2 separate regions of the Sus scrofa genome follow, and region 2 is linked to region 1. The links are chromatin contacts, called in public HiChIP or PLAC-seq maps. All regions are on one chromosome and are shown on one strand. The core of a region is the stretch at or near the end of the contact, and the rest is flanking DNA. Distances in the headings are between cores, read along the strand shown. Region 1 overlaps MSH3 (DNA mismatch repair protein Msh3). Region 2 overlaps RASGRF2 (ras-specific guanine nucleotide-releasing factor 2).

Region 1 (7,213 bases), core at 2,889-5,388:
AGCGAGGCCAGGGGTCAAACCCGAGTCCTCATGGATGCTAGTCAGATTTCGTTTCCACTGAGCCACGGTGGGAACTCCTGAACAATTTTCAATGTCAGGACATATCCTGTCCTTTTTTAAATCATGGAGCTGCCTTTTCTGTATGCTAAAAGGTTTTGGATAAAACCGCCGTTTCTGAGCTCTTGTCTAGAGGAGGTGTTGGATACAGATGGTTGAGCAGATTTTCCTCTTGTTTTCGGCCTTAGACAATTTGTGATAAGGGAGGAAAGAAAATGCTCCTTTCTTCATTATCCCCAGAGAATTAGGTAAAGAAAATGATACCAAAGAAAATGATTCAGTGGATCAGGGATGTAAGATATCTGTCCTTCCTCAAAAGGCAAAATTTGGATTTAGGGTCAGCATGAAAGCCTTAGTATGAAATAACTATGGGAATGGAGACACGTGGCTTCAGAGAAGGATAAATCTGATGATACCCTTTCCCCGGTCCTACCTGAAAGGACTGTGATAAGATGCATGACTTGACACATCTGCCATGTGCTAATGTTGGCATTTTCTACGTTTTTTTGCTTCATTACTCTGTATCGAGTATCTGCAGTACCTGTTTCTTTACCTGATCTATTCAGTTTTTCAGTAAATTCTCCAAGCCATTAATGAGCACCCATTGTTTACCAGCCATTGTTGTAGAGGCTTTTTGTAGTTCTTCTTCTTTTTTTTTTTTTGCTATTTCTTTGGGCCGCTCCCGCGGCATATGGAGGTTCCCAGGCTAGGGGTCGAATCGGAGCTGTAGCCACCGGCCTACGCCAGAGCCACAGCAACGCAGGATCCGAGCCGCATCTGCAACCTACACCACAGTTCAAGGCAACGCCGGACCGTTAACCCACTGAGCAAGGGCAGGGACCGAACCCGCAACCTAGTCGGATTCATTAACCACTGCGCCATGACGGGAACTCCCCGCTTTTTGTAGTTCTTTATTCTTCCCAACAACCCTTGTTATCTACCTTTTATAGAAGAGGGAGGCAGTAGGTGAGAATGGAGGGTTACCACATTACCCACTAACTTACCCAGGCACCCAGGAGAGCCGAGGTGGAAACGGGGTGACAGACTTGAAGTGTTTTGAAATAAAACCTTTGCTACTTGTTAAAAATCCACACTCAGAAAGGAGAAAGAGGGGCATTCACCAGTCAAAACTGGATGATTGCTCTACCTCAATTTTTTTTTTTTTAAGTAACAGAATCATTAAGGTATAACCACATGTGATATAATTTACCCATTTAGCATGTGCAATTCAACGACTTTTCATATATTCACTGAAGTGCGCAACCCTCATTAAAGTCAGTTTTAGAACATTTTCATCATCCGGAAAGGACCTCAGTACCTATTAGCACTCACTTCCTATTTTCCCCCAATGTACCCCCCCACCCTGCCCAGACCTAAGCAAAGGTGAATCTATTTTCTGTCTAGAGATTTGCCTATTCTGAACCTTTCACATAAATAGAATCATACGATATGTGGCCTTTTTGTCTGGTTTCTTTCTCTTAGCATAATGTTTCCAAGGTTCATCCATGTTGTAGCATGTAGCAGTACCTCCTCTCTTTAAAAAAAGATTTTTTCCTTTGGCTTTTTAGGGCCCCACCCATAGTATATGAAAGTTCCCAGGCAGGGGTCCAGTTGGAGCTGCAGCTGTTGGCCTGTGCCACAGCCACAGCAACATGGTACCCAAATCATGTCTGTGACCTACACCATAGCTCATGGCAACACCCGGTGCCTGACGCACTGAGCAAGGCCAGGGATTGAACCTGCAGCATCATGGATACTAGTCAGATTTGTTTTGCTGTGCCGCAAAGGGAACTCCTTAAATTTTTTTTCGATTTTTTTTTTATTATGGTAATACATATATATATATAATGTAAATTCTACCATTGTAACCATTTTTAAGTGTATATTTCAGTGGTATTAATTACATTCATAATGTTGTACAACCATCACCCCCATCCATTTCTAGAAGTCTTTTTTTCATCTTGTAAAATTGAAACTCTATAGCCATTAAATATAGCTCTCCATTTTCCCTCCCCCAGTCCTTGGCAATAACCATTTTACTTTCTGTCTGATTTTTAGTACTCCATGTCATTCCTTTTTATTGTTGAGTGATATCCCATCATGTGGATCTGCCTGAGTTCCTTTTTTCCCTCAAATATTCATTGTCTATACTATATATATATATATATATTTTTTTTTTTTTAATGGCTGCACCCGTGGCATGTGGAAGTTATTGAACCCATGTCTCCACAGCCACCCAAGCCACTGCAGTTGTATTCCTAACCCATTGTACCACAGTGGGAACTCCCCAAACAATTTTTGAGAACCTGGGATCTGTAGACACTGATTTGTTGTTTTCAGTTCTTTGTAGATGTTTAACTTGTATAGAGAATCATAAGCCTGATAAATTTTCACACATTGAGTCACCTATGTAACCATCGCTTAGATCAAGAAGCTATATTGCTAAGACCCCCAGAAATCTCCTGTGCTCTCTTGACTGACAACCTCTCCTCCCCACAGTAAGGATAACCACTATCCTGATTTCAGTGTAGACTAGTTTTGCTTGAACATTGTGTTTAGTGCAACCAACTTAAAATATGTTTTTAATAGCCAAAGGTGTTTCTTTTTTTTTTTTTTCTTTAACATGATAGATTATTTTATCTGTAAAACAGGTTACGAAACAGATTTTTAAAAATAGGGAGTTCCTGTTGTGGCGCAGCAGAAACGACTCCGACTAGGAACCATGAGGTTGCGGGTTTGATCCGTGGCCTTGCTCAGTGGGTTAAGGATCCGGTGTTACCATGAGCTGTGGTGTAGGTTGCAGATGCGGCTCAGATCCTGCATTGCTGTGACTTTTGTGGCACAGGCCAGCAGTTATAGCTCTGATTAGACTCCTAGCCTGGGAACCTCCATTTGCTGCGAGTTTGGCCCTAAGAAGACAAAAAGACCAAAAAAAAAAAAAAATTAAATCTGTTTATGGTGACACTTCAGCATCTACTCCATGCATCCTTCTAGATTAAAATTCTTTATTTAGGAGTTCTCTTATGGAGTAGTGGGTTAAGGATCCAGCATTGTCCCTGCAATGCTTTGGGTGACTGCTGTGGTGCAGGCTCAGTCCCTGGCCTGGAAACTTCACATGCCATAGGCATGGCACAAAAATAAAAATAAAAATAAATAAAATTCTTTATTTAAAATGTAATTCTCCTACCTCCTTGATCCCTTATAACTTAGGCCTAGAGGGGAATGCCTCAAAAGAGAGGAGAGGAAAAAACTATTCTGTATTTGCATTTTATGATACACAAAATATTAAATCTTAAACAGCGAAGTTAATTTTGGTGAAAGATTTTTAACAAGGGATTTTCCATCTGTTTAACATGTTGGGACAGCATCTGGTGGCCTTGTTTCTAGGTTATATCCTCTTAAGGGCTCAGAGTCATTAGTGATAATGCTACCAAGTCTTAATCTCATGTTGTGGCAATTTGATAATTCATTTCATTGCATCTTCAGAAATGGAAATAATATAAGGTTTTAAGTATAGGAATAGGGAGTTCCTGTCGTGGTGCAGTGGAACAAATCTGACTTGTATCCATGAGGATTCGGGTTCCATCCCTGGCCTCGCTCAGTGGGTTGGGGATCCGGCATTGCCGTGAGCTGTGGTGTAGGTCGAAAATGCGGCTTGGATCCTACAGTGCTGTGGCTGTGGTGTAGGCCGGCAGCTATAGCTCCGATTGGACCCCTAGCCTGGGAACCTCCATATGCTGAGAGTGCAGCCTAAAAAAAAGTATAGGACTATATTAAGTATAATATGGGGTTGCTAAGGCTTATTTGGGTACTGTTAACCAAAAATAATAGACCAGCCAGTTATTTTACCAGCTAAATGAATTCATTTGGGAGTAGTCAAGAACTGCCCTTCATGACATGCAGCTGTGGCAAACCACACACAAGTTGGGCAGGGCAAAGGAGAGGAAATTTTATAGAAGAGAAGAGAGTGTTGGGTGGGGCTTTTATAAAAGTCTGTGGACAGAAAGTCTGTTGGAGGAAACTGGGACTTCCCAAGTTTTTTTGACTGAGTTGTGACAGTCTCTCTTGGTTGCACTGTTGCCAGGCAAGGAGAACATCTTCCTGTCTCCTGCTGGTGTGGGAAAGCAATGTCACTCGCTGCAGGAGGTGCTTGGTATGTCTCTTCCTTTGGCGTCTGTGTTGACTTTGGGTGGTACGAGCAGGAGAGCTCTCCCTTCTGGCCTCCCACCTCCATTTTAGTGAGCTTTCTCCTTTAATTTTCATAGTACTCAATTTTCCAAGAGCTCGGTTTTCCGCAGTGGTTACAGTCTTCCTCAAGGCCCAGTGGAAGGACTGGACCTCTGTCTGTGTCTCTCAGGCCTGAGGGTTTCCTAGCTCTTGGAGGCTTTTCACTTCAGAAGGCTTCCAATGTAATTTTTTACCTTGAGGGCCTTATGCGGTGTTAAAATTTCTCTTGGGTATCTGTGAGGAAGGCAATGAAAGATTTTGGCTTCCCTAGGTAAGCGTCATTCTTCCCACCAATAACATATTCATGGTTCCCCCTGGTTTTTTTTAGAAGACTCAAGATAGATGATCCTAGGAGCATTAAGAAAAAACTAACTTTGGGGAACTTGCATATGCCACGGGTGCATATGGAAATTAGACAAAAACAAATAAACAAAAAACCCCTGTAACTCTGGGTAATTTCTTGTGTACCAGTTCTTTCTCTTAATGTGTTTTATAGTTCAGGAATTATAATGGTTTGGTATGTTTTATTTTATTTATTCTCATTTTTTTTTACCACATCCATGGCATATGGAAGTTCTCAGGCCAGGGGTTGAACACATGCTGCAGTTGCAATCTGTGCCACAGCTGTAGCAACACTGGATCCTTTTTTTTTTTGAAAAGCACATGTCAACATTGAATGAATTTCCTGCCACGTGGTTTCAAGCTACCAGGACACAGGCCCCACCACACCCCTTAATCTTCTCTTCAGCTCCTCTGCTGAAAAATTTGGCTTTCACGATGACGGGCTGCTTTGGGAGCTTTTCCTTCCCCAGAACTTTGTAGTAACACAATCACACCACGTCAATGATAGGAGCATCTCCAGTCTTGTTTTTTGCAGCATTTACCCGTGTCTGCTTGCTGACCAAGGTCCACGTTTATCAAGGTTGACACTTGGGCAGATGCTCTGGTTCCTCTTTAAGTGGTATTGCCTCATTCCAGCTTTCCCAAAGAATCATTTGTCAAAGTTGATCCTGTGCTGATGCAGGCCACCCTCATTGCCCCCGGCCTCCTGGGTGCTTCTGGTGTTTGCTGATGCGGCCGTGGCTCATGTGGACCTGAAGTTTCTGGGTCTTCCTTAGTCTGGATGGCATGTCGGTGGCCGTTATGAAAGAGAACACTGGATCCTTCCTGTGAAATTAGATTGTTATGATCATTATACAACTACAAATGTGATAAATTCATTTGAGTAATAAAAAAGAAAAGAAAAAAGAAAAAGAAACCATTAACTAATTAAAAAAAAAAAAAAAAGAAAGAGAACACCGGATCCTTAACCCACTGTGCCACACTGGAACGTCCCATGATGGCTTCATGGCAGAATCTTCCTTGGCAGTGCTGAGAGGAGGGTGGTGGAGTGGGAAGCGTGGTGAGAAGAAGGGCGTGAGATTATTAGCCATTGAGGGTCTCACTACATCACACTAAATCCTGGCTGCCGATCCAGCCAAGCAAACCCTGAAGTTTGTGGAAATAAGGCTGTAGACATGGAATATTTTGAAATATGAACTTTATTGTTTACTTAAATAACTCACGAGAAGAAAAGAGGGAAGTATTCACTAGCTGAAAGAGTCCTTGGCTCCCTCACCTCAGTTTTTAAACACTTCAGTTTTAGATATTATTATTATTTTTTTGTATGAGTGTAATTCTAAGACTTATAGCCCACCCTTATCCCGGGAAACTTTTTTTTTTGTATTGATGGGAGGGAAATCTTTATATAATATAAAAATTTATAGTACACTTTTAAAGGGTGATTCAAATAGTTATCCTGAAAAGTGAAAGTTATAGTAAATAAGGTGAATATATATATACATGAAAAGAGATTTCATATATACACTTTTCTAGCTACAAGATTTATGGGAGACTGGATAAAGTATACATCTAAAAAGAGGTTTAAATGTAAATATAAAAAGATTTAAACTTTTAGAAATGAATGAAACACAGCTGTTGCTCACAGAGTGTTTTTGTGGATATAGGAAGGATAAAAGATGACAAATGCAGTCCTGGTTTCTTTATATTCAGTAGTAACTACCCAATAGAATTGCTCCAAGGGGAAAAATAATGTATTCTGGTGTATATGTGATAGTTTCCCTTTTTTAATGCATTGTTTGCTTATTAATAACTGCTGATTGACAGAGAGTGGTAAGTGCTATAGAGAGATGTGACCTTGTTATAGGAATTTAGAGAAAGAAAAGATTATTATTTTTTTTTGTCTTTTTGTTTTGTTTTGTCTTTTTAGGGCCTCATGTGTGGCATATGGAATTTCCCAGGCTAGGGATCGAATTGGAGCTGTAGCCACTGACCTACGCCACAGCCACACGGGATCCTAGCTACATCCCCAACCTATACCACAGCTCACGGCAACACCAGATCCTTAACCCACTGAGCAGGGCCATGCATCAAACCTGAGTCCTCAGGGATTCTCATGGGGTTTGTTACCATTAAGCCACAACAAGAACTCGAAAAGATGATTTAAAACTGGGAGAATTAGCAGTTGAAGCAAAAAGTAGTCTTGAGATGGGTCTTGATGAAATGAATACGACTCGACATGTAGAAATTGGGGGCAAGGGCATTCCGGGGATAAAGACTCTCTTGGGCAAAGCTGTGGAGGCAGGAAAGCAGGTGTCCTGGGGCTGGTGATTTGGTCTCCTTGGTGAATTCCTGGAAATGAGACAAAAACAAAACAAAATCAACTAGGAACCATGAGGTTGAGGTCAGTATCTTTACGTCTTTCCCATGAAGCTGGTCAGTTTCTCCAGTCCAGAGTCTTCATAGCTCCTGCCTGGAGAGAGAGCTCTGGCTGCCTGTGTTCTGAGAACTGGTGAGAAGAGGCTCGTTTCTCAGCCTCCAGAAAGCCTATTTTCCCATTATTTTTCTGCCTTAGGCACAGTGCTGCATC
Region 2 (7,124 bases), core at 2,068-4,567, 480 kb after region 1:
TTTGTCCATAAGTGAGGAAAACAACATTTACTCAACAGAGTTGCTGTTGTTATTGAAGAAGTCACATCACTCATAGTCCTGTACTTGGTGGGCATGTGATAAATGACAATTGTTATTATCATGAGGGTTAAATTATAGACACTTCTAAAGCTCCTAGCACAGTGCCTGCACAAAGCAACAGTAAATATCAGTGATCTTTGCATGCCAGCTACCAGAGTCGAAATACAGTTGTAATCTGAGTGCACAGAAATGTACAAACCAATTATATGATTTCTGCCTTGCACACAATTTATAGAAAGATATCTATTGGATAAGGTATATGGATAACATTGATGTCATTGGAGAGATTGAGTTCCATCTGCGTAAAGTGACAAACAGTTCATCACTAACATGGAGTTTTTCTAATTCCTCTACCAATATAACCATTAAAGTGACGGCAATGCAGTCATTCAATAAGCCTAAATTTATTTACACCTACAGTGCTAGGTCCTGGGGATAAGAACACAACAACAACAAAAAAATAGTTTCTAGAAGCATGATTAAAGTTACCCAAAATAAACATTTACTTTTCCTCAGTGCATCACCGTGGACCACCATGGACCATCAATATTATCTGTGCTTTTTGGCTCTTCCTGATTTTACGCAAAAGTCAGAGGAAGGCCTAAAGATGCTTTGTTGGCATTAATGACAGTTCCATGGTCCACTTCTTGGTGATCTACTTTTTTTTTCTTTCGGCAGAACAGGGATCAAATTCGAGCTGTAGCTGTGACCTAAGCCACAGCTACGGCAATGCTAGATCCTTAACCCACTGTGCCACAGTGGGAACTCCTACTTTTGATATTAAAACACCTCACCCCATTCAAGACTTCCTTGTCTTTGACAGTATGTCCTCAGGCAGTCTCGGGGTAGCTCTAACTGGACAAGCCCATAATCCACGTCGCCTACATGTAATCTTATTTCCATCTCGCCATTATTTTACTTGCCTTTAAAAATAGTCAGTGAAGTTAGCTAAGTGTCACACCATTTGAAGAATAAAATCAAAAATGTCCGAGTACCTGTTGTGGCACAGTGGAAACGAATCCCACTAGCATCCATGAGGATGCAGGTTACACCCCTGGCCTCGCTCAATGGGCAGTGGATTAAGGATCCGGGTTGCTCTGAGCTGTGGTGTAGATTTTAGGCGCAGCTCAGATCCTGCGTTGCTGTGGCTGTGGCATAGGCTGGTAGCTATAGCTCCAATTCTACCCCTAACCTGGCGACTTCCATATGCCTGAGTATGGCCCTAAAGAGCAAAATAAATAAATAAATAAATGTCCTCTCTTTCTCTATTTTAAAATTTCCTTGCTTGCTCCCCATTACTTTATTGTATGTCTTTCTTTGACAGATTTCAAATACATCATCATCATGGTAATATGGTGATAGAATGCCCTTAATTCAGGTATAGCATCTGCAGATACTTTCAAATAGTTTTCAGGGAGTGATGCACTTTTTGTTAACAAGTATAACTGCTGAGTGCCTGTGTACAAAGATGCTCAGGATAAGATCCCTGCACCAAGGAGTTACAGCTAATGAGAGAGATGTCGCATCTACCAATTACTCTAAGGGATGGACTGACAAAGTGTCTGGGAGGAAGGACCATAAGATAGAATCACACATGTGGTGATTTGGTTCTTATCATTTTTCCAGATGGCTTTTGTTGCCCAGATTAGCCCTTTTGTCCAGTGCCTACAACAATGATGAAAGAGAGTGTGCATAAATTGAAAAGATGTGGGTATTCCAGATGTTAATTAGTAAAATGAACTCTCCTTATATATGTAGAGTTTGATTGTGCAGTCATACCTGACCAGTGAAAGATGTTTAAAGCGCTACAAAGATTTGCTGTTTGCTCTTCCAAAAAAATGGGCACAAGAACTCCTTGGGGGTGGATCCATGATTCTAGGACAGAATGGCTTCTGGGTGGGTATCACCACCAATTAGTGGTATAGTTTATGTTTAAATTCAGATATAAATATCGCTCAAGCAACCCCCAGCTTAGATGACAGCTTGTAATAAGGAGGCTATCTGGTGATTTGCAGAAAATTGTTGCTTTGCTCATAGAGCTTTAAATTTGTGAAAAATGGGGAGGTGGGCTGTCTGATCGGGAGTGTGGACATAATGTGCTATATTACAGCAAGACTACACATGTCTTAATACATGAGAGCCCCACTAAGGCAATTTCAGTTAGTGGATGAGCAGCATCTTCATTTATAAAACTTGATCTATCAAGACTTATTACAGATTTGCCCCTCAGAGAGAAGGTTCATGTGTCTGGTTTAGGGAATTTCTAAATTGGTAGTTTAAATAGGCAGTGTTTCTAAAATCAAAGGCCTCTATCCTCTTTCTTGTTGTTTTTTTTTTTTTTTTTTTTTTTTTTTTTTTGCTGCCCTGTAGCATATGGAGTTCCTGGGCCAGAGATCAGAACTGAGCTGCAGTTTGTGACTTAACACTGCAACTGTGGCAACGCCAGATCCTTAACCCACTGTGCTGAGCCAGGGATCAAACCTACACCACTGTAGAGACAATGCTAGATCCTTAACCCGCTGTGCCACAATGAGAACTCCTAACACCCTTTTTTCTGTTTTTTATCTCTTTAGCTCTTACTGCATTTGGGTAATTTTCTCAGATCTGTTTTTCCGATCTCTTTACAGTTTACTTTATTCAACTGGGGTTAACCTGTTTTTATTTATTGTAATCTCTTTTAAATTGCTATTTGTCTATTTTTCAGCAATAATTGAAAGAATACTACTATTAATTTGAAGATGTTTTATGTGATTCTTGTAAAATTTGACTTTGAAAATATTTTGCAGGAGTTCCCTTTGTGGTGCAGTGGAAATGAATCCAACTAGGAACCATGAGGTTGCAGGTTTGGTCCCTGGCCTCACTCAGTGAGTTACGGATCTGGAGTTGCCATGAGCTATAGTGTAGGTCACAGATAAGGCTCAGATCCTGAGTTGCTATGGCTGTGGTATAGGCCAGCAGCTGTAGCTCTGATTAGACCTCTAACCTGGGAACCTCCCTACGCTGAGGGTGCAGCTCTAAAAAAGCAAAAAAAAAAAAAAAAAAAATTTTTTTTTCAATCTTTTCACATGTTTTCAGTTGCCGCTTTTATATCTTTAGTCTTTATAAACATCCTAATTTTAGGATATTTTAACTAGAACTATTGCGTAGTTCCAGCTTCTGAAATTCTTGGCGGTGGTGGAGGAGTTGGGTGAGGTGGGGAGTTCCTGACCTTTGTATCTGGTGACCCTTGTTCGTAGTGCAAGACTTGTGTATTTTGTAACTTGGGGTTGTGAGTTTTTCTTCTGGAGCTTTCTTATTAGTAATCCAGTATTGGCTAGGGTTGACTATGTGTGTGTGTGTGTCCCGTCCCCCTCGGCCCCCATAGAGAGGTTTTGTGTGAGCTTTTGTTGGGATCAGGGTTGTCACTGGCCTGGGTGACCCAGTGGTGTGGAACCTGCATGAGGTGGACTTGTATTATCAATTTTCAGGGAGGCTTTTTTTTTTCTTCCCTCTCACTGAGATCCAGGCTAAGATAGTCACCTTTCTTAACTGTCCCCTTGTGCAGAATGGAAAATTTTTCCCTCATCCTCTCTTGGGCAGAGGGGATGGTTTTTTGAGAGTTCCAGCTTTAGGTGGGAGTCTCAGTTCTAATTCTGTCACCACACTTCCTGAAGGCCCTGGGGCTTCATTTCCTGAACAACGTGGATTTGCAGTCCACATCCCCAATTTCCAAGCCTTGTAACCTCTGCTCTCAGGGCAGCCAGCATTAGTTCAGAGGCTTGGTTCTGATTTTCACATCTCTCTGTGTGGGCCTGGAAACACAAGGCTTATTTTCTTGAGAACTCAGATGTGCATTTTAAAAGATATTTATTATCTTTTACCCAGAATGTCTAAGCTTTTCATAGCAAGAGGTTTTTTCCAGATACCTTGTCTGGCCCAAAGCACATCATCCTCATATTCTGATGGTATCTGCTAGAGGGTGGAAGAAGCCTGTCTCCATTCAAAGAGGAGTGTGGAGAAGGGGCCTCTGCCCTTTAAAAGTTCATGGACTTTTTTGGTCTAACTCATTCATAAGCTCTGAGGGCTGTTCCTTCAGTCTTTCACTCAGTCATCCTTATGTTTAGAGCACATGCAAGAAACACTAAGTTCCTACTCTCCAAGCTTCTGTTCACTTATGCTTATTCAGCAAATGTATTTTGTGCCCACCATCTGCCACACATGCCAGGTATGTGTTTGTTTGTTTGTTTGTTTTTGTCTTTCTGCCATTTCTTGGGCTGCTCCTGAGGCATATGGAGGTTCCCAGGCTAGGGGTTGAATCAGAGCTGTAGCCACTGGCCTACACCAGAGCCACAACAACATGGGATCTGAGCTGCATCTGTGACCTATACCACCGCTCACGGCAATGCTGGATCATTAACCCACTGAGCAAGGCCAGGGATCGAACCCGCAACCTCAGGGTTCCTAGTCGGATTCATTAACCAGTGAGTCGCGATGGGAACTCCGCCACATATGTGTTTGTGCTCAGCAAAAACATACCCAATTCCTGTCTTCATGGAGGACATAAATCATGATGAGATAGTTACATACAGAAGTGTAAAACTGCAAATGTAGCAACTGTCAGAAAGTAAATGTGCATGTTACTGTGAGATGTGCAGTGGGGAATTTATCCAATGCAGCCAGGAAGGGCCAGGCCTCTTTGGAGAAGTGCAGTAAGACTGGCTTCCACAGAGTGAAAAAAAGAGTGATAACTGGGAAACAGTATGTGCAAAGGCCCTGGGGTGAGGATGAGGGACTAAAACAAGAGAGCTTAAATGGAAGAGGAAATAGTGAGAAGAATGCAGCTCCAAAAAAGGCTGAGAGGGAGCTAGGGACCAAACCATAGAAGGCCTTGCAGGGTGTGAAGGAGTTTTATATTTATCGTAGGAGTCATTGAAGGGCTTTAAACAGGGGAATGACACATCTAATTGGCCCTTTGAAAGATCTTTCTGAGTTCATGGAGTTCCCATCGTGGCTCAGCGGAAACGAATCTGACTAGCATCGATGAGGACGCAAGTTCAGTCCCTGACCTTGCTGCAAACTGTGGTATAGGTCACAGATGCAGCTCGGATCTGCTGTGGCTGTGGCTGTGGCGTAGGCTGGCAGCTACAGCTCTGTTTTGACTCCTAGCCTGGGAATTTCTATATGCCATGGGTGTGGCCCTAAAAAGACCAAAAAAAGAAGAAGAAAGATCTTTCTGAGTTCAGAAAAGTGACCATATTAGGAGGGAGGAGTGATGATAAAGAAACTACTTGGGGAGTTCCCGTCATGACGCAGTGGTTAATGAATCCGACTAGGAACCATGAGGTTGCAGGTTCGATCCCTGGCCTTTCTCAGTGGGTTAAGAATCTGGCATTGCCGTGAGCTGTGGTGTGGGTGGCAGACGCGGCTCAGATCCCGCGTTGCTGTGGCTCTGGCGTAGGCCAGCAGCTACAGCTCCAATTGGACCCCTAGCCTGGGAACCTCCATATGCCAAGGGAGTGGCTCAAGAAAAGGCAAAAAGACAGAAAAAAAGAAAAAATGCTTGGGAGGCTATTGTCAGTAGACTGGATGAGGCTTGCTGGAGCTCAAATCCAGTTTGGCCTTTGTAGATACAAAGACAGGGATTGAGTGGAGACTTATTGAGCAGGTGAAATTATCAGGAAGAAGCAGAGAGATGGGCCAAGAACAACTCCAAAGGTCTGGGCTTATGTAATTGGATGGCGTTGGTATTCCTTTGCTGAGAGAGAGAAAACACTGGAAGAGGGCAAGGTTTTGTGGAAAGGCTATGGGTTTTTCTTTTGCACATGTTGAGTTTGAGATTTTTGAAACATCTGAGGGGAAAGTATCAAGAAGCAGTTGGATATATGGGGCCAGAGCTCAGATAAATCTGGGGATCTAATGACATGAGTGATTTTCTTGTAGGTGATCATGAGATGAGATTTCCTATGGAGAGATGATAGCTAGCTATCAGCTCTACAGACACAGAGGTTACTGGTGACCTTAATGATGGTAAGATAGGGCGAGAAGCTTGGAATGGGATACAGAGTGAGTAGGAGACAAAATGAAATCAGTGAGTAGAGACAACTTTCAAGAAGTTTGCCAGTGACATTGCTTAAGGCTCGAATTCATTCTTAGAGGAAATATGTCCCTTAATTATAATTTAAAATCTTTTAAAATAGAGACTCAGTGGAAAAATATGAAAATGGTTTCTTAATCCTGAAATGGTGGCCAAGGTAGGAACACGGGCTGGCACAGAGAGAGCCCCAAGACACAGACCCAATATTGAGTTGTAACGGTAGCTAACATTTATTGAGCTCTCATTTTGATTAACATGTATTAACTAACTGCATCTCCAAATAAGCCTCTGAGGTTGGTATCCTTAATAACCCATGCAGGACTTGAGGACCCTGGACACCAGAGAGGAGCCATCACTTGCACAGCAGGGGGACAGGGACTTGAACCCAGACAGTGTGGCAGTGAAGTTCATGTTCTTAACCTCTGTGCGATTTTGCTTCTCCATATTTGTATCATCTGTGAGCCAAGGTATGGGCTCATCCATGTACAAATATAGAAAATGTTAGTGGTTATGTCATGACTTTGGAGCCAGAGTGTAAACTCATGTTGATTCAAATACTCCTCCTTGGCTCTATGTGATATAACAAGACAGGCACAAATGAAAGTGTCCTCAGACCAGCTTCAGCTTTCATCGCTGCCCTTCAGTAAATACGTCCACATTATTCATTGAATCGTGCCTGTAACTATGTGGTGGCCTCGCTGCTGAAGGTATGATAGGCGAGTAAGCAGAACCCACAGCAGTCTGAAGCCACTTGCTCCTCTCTGCCAAGATGTGTCATTTGGGAGATTCATGAACTAATGTCCTAAAATAAGTGACCTTTTCCAGGCCCCTGAGGGCTGGCTTTAACTGCAACATGTGTGTGTTTCTTTTCCTCCTAAGGATTTAACAACACCGAGAGAACATGTGACAAAGAATTCATTATACGTAGATCGGCCACCAATCGAGTACTGAACGTCCTCCGTCACTGGGTCTCAAAGCACGCACAGGTAAT

What was found. HiChIP or PLAC-seq counts read pairs in DNA pulled down with a chosen protein or histone mark.
Region 2: an H3K27ac HiChIP or PLAC-seq map of alveolar macrophages shows a contact between it and region 1. The contact joins two enhancer-like sites. A contact is called at or near these places in 1 of 47 Hi-C or Micro-C datasets (epiblast stem cells) and 1 of 2 datasets of contacts at active chromatin or transcription factors (alveolar macrophages).

What each region holds. Positions count from the first base shown.
Region 1 is chr2:89,258,248-89,265,460 of Sscrofa11.1, forward strand. All of the region lies in intron 2 of MSH3 (DNA mismatch repair protein Msh3), which reads left to right. It also overlaps the pseudogene LOC110259410. Among named protein-coding and RNA genes, the nearest start is that of MSH3, 6.2 kb to the left of the region's middle. Within about 2 kb of position 4,139, at least 1 of the 83 cell types and tissues checked has an H3K27ac peak or open chromatin away from gene starts, as enhancers often do. A contact at or near this core is called in alveolar macrophages, where this site is marked.
Region 2 is chr2:89,739,039-89,746,162 of Sscrofa11.1, forward strand. RASGRF2 (ras-specific guanine nucleotide-releasing factor 2) reads left to right here. Exons shown (of 27, transcript XM_021084499.1): 18 at 7,013-7,119. Among named protein-coding and RNA genes, the nearest start is that of CKMT2, 72 kb to the right of the region's middle. Within about 2 kb of position 3,318, at least 1 of the 83 cell types and tissues checked has an H3K27ac peak or open chromatin away from gene starts, as enhancers often do. A contact at or near this core is called in alveolar macrophages, where this site is marked.